2 separate regions of the Hordeum vulgare genome follow, and region 1 is linked to region 2. The links are chromatin contacts, called in public Hi-C maps. All regions are on one chromosome and are shown on one strand. Each heading gives the region's core, a stretch centred on a gene start, on an enhancer-like site or on the middle of the called end of the contact. The rest is flanking DNA. Distances are from core to core; before and after follow the strand shown. Region 1 overlaps LOC123407655 (protein TRIGALACTOSYLDIACYLGLYCEROL 2, chloroplastic-like). Region 2 holds the start of LOC123411762 (serine carboxypeptidase-like 51).

Region 1 (4,373 bases), core at 1,046-3,545, 670 kb before region 2:
AGGACAGCCAGGAGTAAGCTTAGATGCAATGGTGGGTATATTTACCCGTCTAGGAAGAGACATGGAGGAAATTGGTGTTCATAAAAGCTTCAAGTTGGCGGAAAAGGTTGCATCTATAATGGAAGAAGCACAACCTCTCCTTTCACGGGTACATTCTTCTTACTAACTAGAGATGATACCCTGCGCATTGCTGCGTGGATTGGCTGCAATATATTTCAATCAGATCTAGATGTATGGAACATGAATATTTGGATTAATAACTCTAGAACCAAAACTGTACATACATATAATTTATTATATTTGATTACTATATTTTTGTTAAATATTTATTGAATATAAGTAGCATGCATGGTTGCATGTTGAGGTGTGCCTTTTCCCATGCATGGTGGCATGGTTGCATGTTGAGTGGCAAATTGAAAGCTAAGCAGTGGTAAACTGGTAATCAAGACCCCCGGGGGGAAATGTGGAGTTTAGGTCCTGCAGGGTTGATGGGGAAAACTGCAACAACAACAACAACAACAACAACCAAGCCTTTCAGTCCCAAACAAGTTGGGGTAGGCTAGAGTTGAAACCCATAAGATCTCGAAGCCAAGTCATGGCTCTGGAACGTGGATAGCTAACTTCCACGCACCCCTGTCCATGGCTAAGTCTTTGATGGGGAAAACTGCAAGTTTCAATAATTTAGTGGGGATTGCCTATTTAGTTATATAGGATATAGAATTCTTATGTGACAGTTGATATGTTTAGCACATTTATTTTATGAATCCTCTGGCGAAACCAATCCATTTACTTAATACTGCTGAATAGGATTTCGTTGTACAAAATTCAAGTGACCCGGGCTGACAAGTTGGAAGTTTTGTGGTAGCTTTTCTCATTTCCCAAACATCAGTTCCTTTTTATTTTGGAAGAAAGACTTGACTGCCAGATGTATATGATACTATTATAGTTATAGGGGTTTGATTCTGCATAACATGATAAGTTTGCTACTCATCTCTAAGTATCAGCATTCTTTCCATATGTGTCCTGCATATGATGGGTATTGGGCATGCATACCAAGTAACATGGTCTGTCTGTGGAATCGCTAAAAAGAAGTTGGTCATATTTACAATATCAGAGCTGAAAACTAACTCTGTCAAAACTGTGCCACTTGGCTGAACTGCTGACAATCTCAAGATTAGGTCAATCATATCGCTGTTGCATACCTACCCTGGCACTGGCTAGCATGCTTGGCAAGCACTGTTTCAGGACCATCATCGAGAAGAAGGGACTCCACTCAGTTGGAATGTGGTGTTAGGCTTTTCTTCTCTGTTTGCAAAAGCAGGGTGGCTGATGCTTTCTCCATATATGCAGTTTACTGGACGTTAACTCTATTTACAGAAAATAGAGAAATATGGTGGTCACTTGTTCTGCCATTAAATGTCATAAGCATCAACTTAAAATGTTAGTGATGAAACAGATTGAAGCATTAGCTGAAGAAGTTCAACCTTTGCTCTCGGAGGTGCGTGATAGTGATCTGGTGAAGGATGTGGAGACTATAGCTAAAGGCCTGGCTGATGCATCTGGTGATTTAAGGTAGTGCTTAAGAGCATCACTTGTAATATATTCCTTGCACATATCAAATTTGATTTTGGTAAAACTTGCTTTGCGTTATGAAGAGATAAAACTGGACCCAGAATATTTTGTTGGAAAGAAGCTTCTTTGCATTGAAAATCCTAGCAACTGCTATTTCTGCTTTCCTATAACATTTGGAATGCCTTTTATTTTACTTGTCCTTGTGCAGAAGATTGAAGTCCTCCATGCTTACCCCTGAGAACAGTGATCTAATCAAGCAGTCTATTTTCACCCTTATATTTACTCTGAAGAACATTGAGGTCTGCAACCGCATTTTTAGTTTTTTGTGAAAGTGGGAGAAGGCATGCAATGTTTTGACCTGTTACTTTCAGAGTATCAGCTCGGACATCTCTGGTTTCACCGGCGACGAGGCGACACGGCGGAACATCAAGCTGCTGATCAAGTCCCTCAGCAGACTATTGTGACCCCTTACCTCAGTTGAACAGCGTGGATATTGGTAGAGTAGGCCATCCGTCCTGATGGCATTGGAGCATCTTTAAGAAGAGAAGCTGATAATTTTTTTCTGCATCCTTGGCAAGAAAAGCCGTATTTATTGTTGTCGTCGAGTTACGCTAGGCCCATTTTTGTTTTGTTTTTTGTGCAGCACGGTTGTGGTTGAGCAAGTGTAAACAAGGAATACCACTACCATTGTTTCTAACCGGTGGCTTTCGTTGATCGGTCTGTCGTCGTCGGGGCGGCACAATTCAAAGCACCAGCCTAGTAGGACCAATAGCTACTGGTAGCGCATCTCACCATCGATCAACTCAATCCTTGGACTTGTGCTCTCTGCTTTGTTTTATGTGGTGGAATGGAATCAAACGAGGCGACGAATGTAACCTGACAACGGTGCATCGGTCCAGTTTCGCTCGTGTGGTCTTCCATTTCGTGTCTCGTCGGGTGTAAGCGGCAATATGCTACAGTTTTTTTTTTTCAATTGCGTGCAAGCCAGAACAAAGCTGCAGGCTGTTCACGCTAGGCGCCAATCAATAATCGTTTCCATTCATTCCGCCTTGCATCTTGTCTAGTACGTTGTTGGATGGATCCTGTTTGATTATTCTTCCTTGCATCATACTGCAACTAGCTTAATTGCTAGAATGATTCTGTATGGCTGAAGTATTTCCCAAGCCAAAGGCAGAAAATCGTCGGTGCATCATCCCATCTTTTTTTTCCTTTTGGCTTCCGAAGAGGATCCTCTCATCCATTACGAAGGTTCATCAAAAGTAAAAGGCACCCAAACGAAATAAAGATTACATCGATGCCTCTGCACCATTGAACGGCCACTGCAGCCAGAACGATGCAACCATGCACCGTTTTGTTACTGTTCCTTTTTTTTTTGCGAAGAGTTTTGTCACTGTTCCAACCGGCCTGATCTTGTCGATGGAAGACGATAAGTCTTCATGCATGCCCTGTAATTACCAACGCCGTTGGTCCTTTTTGAACCCTTGAATCTATCTGCACTCGGCACCAAATCTCACCACTGTGAACACATCATCAGAAACCCTAACATCGCTGCCCCAAGGAGCCGTCAGGAATCTATGTCTGTCTAATCTGTCATGATGGATGAACTCGAAGCCTAAAAGACTAACTGGAATATGAAGGGTCAACCATGCGAGGAGTACAACTATAACCTATCTACTAGCCAGAGTCGAGGCACTAGGATTCGTCTTCCCGCCACCTGCCGCTAAAGTGTGAAAGTCGTGTTGATCAAGGTAGTAACACTTTGCACTATTCGCCTTGCTAGAAGGGAAAGAAAAAGTTTATCATCTCGTTTCCAACAAGCTACCAGAGAAGGACCGTTTAGGCCTTCTTTGGTTTTGTAGGAATTTCACAGGATACAATTTTATATATTTTTTCTTTTAGAGTCCTTTGGTTTATTCGTCTGTTATGATTAATAATTAAGTACTCCCTTCATGTTTATTTACTGCACATATTAGCTTTGAATGAAGTCAAACTTTATAAATTTATAGAAAACAATATGAATATTTACGATAATAAAATATATTCAGTGATGAATCTAATGATATTGATTTAGTGGTGTATATGTTAATATTTTTCTACATCAAAGTTTATAATGTTTAACTTTAGACAAATCTTGTATACGAATCAAATAAAATCAAAAGGCGTAATCTCCGCATATTCCCTAAAAAAGTAATTCCACAGGTGTACATGACATGACCATACACCTGCGTGAATTAATTGTTCTTGTTAATTGTGCCATGTTAAGATGTAGCATCCAAACTACCTCTATTTATTATATTTGTCTATTATTATTGATTATGCATCATCTTTACTGCATCGGCAACGGTCCTTGTATCGGGGTTTCATTGGTGTTTTTGTTCAACCTCGAGCACTATTTATTTCACCGTTCTCCAAAAAAGATGAATAATATACCCCTTCTTCATTTTGGGCCATTTTTCTTGGTGGCTTAAAAAATAAGCCGCCTACCCTCAACATTTTTCATAAGTCGTCTCTCATATTCATTTAGCCTTCTAAACTAGTGATGGGATAACTAATTTAAAAATCTCAACAAATTTATGGGATGACTTATTTTTTTTAAGCTCGCGAGAGGCAACTTATTTTTGAAAAAGCCTCACTAGACACTTTGCACATGACTGTGAGATCATTTAAACGTTATTTTATAAATAGAAATATATGTTCTCGAAATGAGTCAAAATATGCGTGTGATCTTATTATATTATGTTGAGACCGCACGTCAAATCTCGTTCAAATCAGAATCTGTTTTATGCCCACACGTTTAAATA
Region 2 (4,266 bases), core at 58-2,557:
ACGTACTCTCCCCAAATGTCGGCGGCCTCCTGTGTTCTACTTCTCCTCGATGATGGTGAGGGACGCGGAGGCACTGGCCACCGACTCGTCGCTTTCCGCACACTCGGCTTGTGTCTCTGCCCGCATGGCGTAGCCACACGCACGGAAGGCGCGATCACCGCTGTGCAACCCGCCATGCCGGCGTGGAGCAACTCACCACTCCTTATCGAGCTGGCTTGGAACGACGAGTTGCTGAACCACGCGCCAACTTGGAGCGGCAATTGGCTCCGTCAGGCTAGGCGAGGGAGGCAGAGCAGCGAGCTGCCTTGGGCGTGCTCGTATCCGACAGGATCAACGGGCTACCCTTCTGGCTTGTATGTCGGAGAACTGTTCTTGAAAAGCCATCAAAAGAGTGGAAAAATGATGAAGGAGGAGATGGGGAGCGGCGGAGGGGTATGATTCTTGCCCGGCGTGTGGCCTCGTTTAAATAGAGGGCGGATGGAAGGAGCCGGCCGGGGTTGCGTTTAGTGTCGGCTCACTCATGAATAAATGTGTGGTCGGAGTAGGTTTGTTAGCTTCCACACGGGTTTAATAAAGGCATTTGAATACGGCGAGGGTTTGTTCACGCGGACGTGCATCAGTCGGTGCCCTCGGTCGGTGGGCCGCTTCAATGACGAAGGCAGTGAGTGGTCGTGTCCGCCCTTAGCCGCCTTCAATGTTGAGCAGCCTGATTTATAACGGCATGAATGCGAGCAGCTCGTGTCTGGCGGGAAGCGCGCGGAAGAAGAAGGGGTTTTTGGTTGGCCAGGACGGTGAGAATCACACGAAGTATCGGTTCGAACTTTCGCAAACCTTTCCCACATTTGTTTCTGATTTATGGGAGAAATTACATTCAAACTGTTCCATGGACAACGGCATTTGATGATTTTCGTGATCCGAATGGTTATGAAAGATTTGCGGACCCGTTTTAAAGATGCCGTTATGTCCCTCGTTTCCGCAAAAAGAAAATAACATTTATGTCCCTCTGAAGTCTCGAGTATATGTACACGTATGGTTATGGTACCGATAGAACCGTTTCATGAGATAAGAAGATGAGAGTTTGGAACGGAAGGCAGTTCCGATTACGTATTGGGAAAGTCCGGCCGGCAGCGGCTCCCATACCTCCTGGATTCTTGCGAGGAGTTACCTAGATTTTATTCCAGTCCAGATCGGAGTAGTTTACACGTCGTGTCATCTGGACGGGATTCCAACAAACAAACGCAAACGAATTTTCCCTCCTTGGTGTCCTTGTTATACTACCCGTATACCGTGTACAACGTCCCAGCACCACCATATATATCCACCTCCACACGGCCTCGTGCTCCAGCGTGCGTCCTGTCCTGCTCCTGTCGTCGACGACGAGTCCCTGTCGACCACAATGGCAGCGGCGAGGTTGCTCCTGCTGCCCGGCGTCGCTCTCGTCGCCCTCCTCCTCTTCCTGCCCTTCGGCGCCGCCGCCGCTGGCACCGCCGATGGGTCAGAGGAGTGGGGATACGTGCAAGTCCGGCCGAGTAAGAGAATCAGTGTTTCCTCTTCTTGTAGCTCATTCATGGTGGCGTGGTTAACAATTGAACTCTGCAGAGGCGCACATGTTCTGGTGGCTGTACCGTAGCCCCCACCGCGTCGACAACGACACAGCGCCATGGCCGACCGTGCTGTGGCTGCAGGGCGGCCCGGTGAGTATTGAATTAAAGAATCTTCCATAGATGAGCATGCTGATGATTCAATCTGGCATGCATTGCAGGGCGCTTCGGGGGTGGGTTACGGCAACTTCATGGAGATCGGGCCGCTGGACACGGAGCTCAAGCCCCGCGCCACCACCTGGCTCAACAAAGCCGACCTCCTCTTCGTCGTATGTTCATCTTCTTCTTCTTCCTCCTCCTCGCGTGGGGCTTGGCAATGGCCATTGCCGGTTAGTTGTTGATTTCTGAGATTGCTCCGTGCAGGACAACCCAGTGGGCACGGGGTTCAGCTTCGTGGAGGGCGGCAACAAGAGCCTGATGGCGCAAACGGACGGGCAGGCGGCGCGCGACCTGACGGCGCTGCTCATCAAGCTCTACCGGCACAAGAAGCTGCTGCAGGGGAGCCCGCTCTACATCGTGGCCGAGTCGTACGGCGGCAAGTTCGCCGCCACCACCGCCCTCGCCGCGCTCAGGGCCATCCGCCAGGGACATCTCAACGCCAAGCTTGGAGGTACAGTAGCTTTGCAAATCCATTGATGAGGTATCCCATCATGCATGATGCAGCAGCTAATCTAGTACTGTATTAATAATCCATTGATTGACTACAACGCATGCAGGCGTGGCCCTGGGGGATAGCTGGATTTCACCCGAGGACTCCGTGGTAAGTCTTGACGACTGTCCCGTGCTGTGTTGTGGTTGCAGAATGGACTAGTAAGTAGAGTAATTTAACAGAGAGGATTTACTGGACGCAGTTGTCATGGGGCCCGTTACTGTACCAACTGTCCCGTATCGACGAGAAGGGACTGCGGCAATGCGACAGGTAGAAAAACCTTCCAATTCTGCGCGATCAAGTTAAAACCGACCCTTGATACCTTAATAACTACTGCTTATCTTAGATTTGTTTAGATATATATGTCTTAGTTAAATTTTAGTATTTAGATACATTCGTTTTTAGACAAATTTTAGAACAGAGCTTCATTTTAAAATATAATTTTTTTAAAATATTTCATTATAAACTATATATGGATGTATATAGACATATTTTAAAGTGTATATTCATTCGTTTTGTTTCGTATGTACTCCCTCCGTTTCTAAGTATAAGTCTTTTAAGCGATTTCATTAAGGGTCTACATACGGAACAAAATGATTGAATCTATACTCTAAAATATGTCTATATACATCTGTATGTAGTCCACTAGTGAAATCTCTACAAAGACTTATATTTAGGAACGGAGGGAGTAGTTTATTGTGAAATCTATTAAAAAAGTCTTATATTTAAGAATGGAGGAAGTATAATTATAATATTAACGAGTTTCTTGAATAAAAATGAGCAGCCTCGCGAAGCAGATCAAGGCGCAGCTCAAGGCGAAGCAGTACGGGGCGGCCGAGAAGTCGTGGGAGGACCTCGAGTCGGCCGTGCTCGAGCACAGCAACTCCGTCGTGCGCATCCCTCTTGTTCCTACCTCTGCCTCTGCTTTGTTTGTGTTCTGCTACTGACTTGTAATTGCGTGGGCAGAACTTCTACAACATCCTCAAGGACGAGTCGTCGGAGGACGCGGCAGTGCTGGCCACCGCGGGGGCGGCCGTGAGGAAGGTGGGGTACACGCGCTACATGAGCTCCAAGGCGACGAGGGAAGGCGGCCTCGACGGCCTCATGAACGCCGAGGTCAAGGCCAAGCTCGGCATCATCCCCAACAACTTCACCTGGGGAGAGCAGTCGGGCGACGTCTTCCAAGCCCTCGCAGGCGACTTCATGAAGCCAAGAATCAACGAGGTGATCGATTGATTCTTCATTGTACTGGACTACGGACTAGTTCCTAACTAATTTCAGTGCAGCTAATGGCTTACTGTATCTGTAATTAAGCTGATAAACTGAAAAATGGATGCATGTAGGTTGACGAGCTCCTCAAATTTGGAGTGGAAGTGACCATATACAGCGGACAGGTATTGGAAAAACCATACCACCGTCTCTCCTCTGTCCGACTAGTTGATCCGTGCGCATCTTTGCAATCCAAAGACCCAAGCCTGCACGCATTTGTTGCCTGTCGTCTGTCCGTCCATTGGTGTCGTCCTTTTGTTTTGACCGCCTAGTGTTGGAGTAGTATGCACGGCGCACGCAAGCTTCCAAATCCATCGATCAAGATCAAAATCCCTGACATATGACGCCCCAAGTTTGTCCTAACCGCTGTTGCTTACCTACACGTGCGGCTGGCCCGCGCAAACAGTAAGAGCAAGTACAATAAAGTTGAGTCAGCTGGCTATAAGGAATAAACTAATATATTTTTGTATAGTTAGAGGAAAGAGACGAAGAGAGAGAAGGTAAGCGGGTTCTTAGCTAAGAGCCAGCTCTAGCACGTGCTCCTAGGCATTTTGTGAGTATGAAAGGTGGACCATATAGTAAAAAAGTAGTACACATTTGCAATGAGCTATTGTACATATTGGCTATAAGATGGGTTATAGATGACATGGCAATGGCTTATAGCCAGCAGCTGGCTATACTATTGTACTTGCTCTAATGCATCCCAGAATCTCTCGACTTAATAACCAATACTCCCTCCGTAAACTA

Evidence for each region. A called contact is a pair of places that touch in the nucleus more often than the background predicts.
Region 1: a contact with region 2 is called in a Hi-C map of leaf, with 4 times the contacts expected there. The contact joins the enhancer-like site here to the promoter of LOC123411762 in region 2. A contact is called at or near these places in 4 of 6 Hi-C or Micro-C datasets (leaf and seedling).

Annotation. Positions count from the first base shown.
Region 1 is chr7H:258,116,878-258,121,250 of MorexV3_pseudomolecules_assembly, reverse strand. It overlaps LOC123407655 (protein TRIGALACTOSYLDIACYLGLYCEROL 2, chloroplastic-like), which reads left to right. Exons shown (of 5, transcript XM_045100841.1): 2 at 1-148; 3 at 1,457-1,572; 4 at 1,781-1,871; 5 at 1,944-2,614. The coding sequence ends at 2,036. Among protein-coding and RNA genes, the nearest start is that of LOC123413395, 15 kb to the right of the region's middle. Within about 2 kb of position 2,295, at least 2 of the 3 cell types and tissues checked have open chromatin away from gene starts, as enhancers often do. A contact at or near this core is called in leaf, where this site is marked.
Region 2 is chr7H:257,446,821-257,451,086 of MorexV3_pseudomolecules_assembly, reverse strand. LOC123411762 (serine carboxypeptidase-like 51) reads left to right here and starts at 1,307. Exons shown (of 12, transcript XM_045104728.1): 1 at 1,307-1,529; 2 at 1,600-1,694; 3 at 1,763-1,870; 4 at 1,965-2,211; 5 at 2,318-2,361; 6 at 2,453-2,520; 7 at 3,035-3,140; 8 at 3,217-3,474; 9 at 3,594-3,644. The coding sequence starts at 1,397.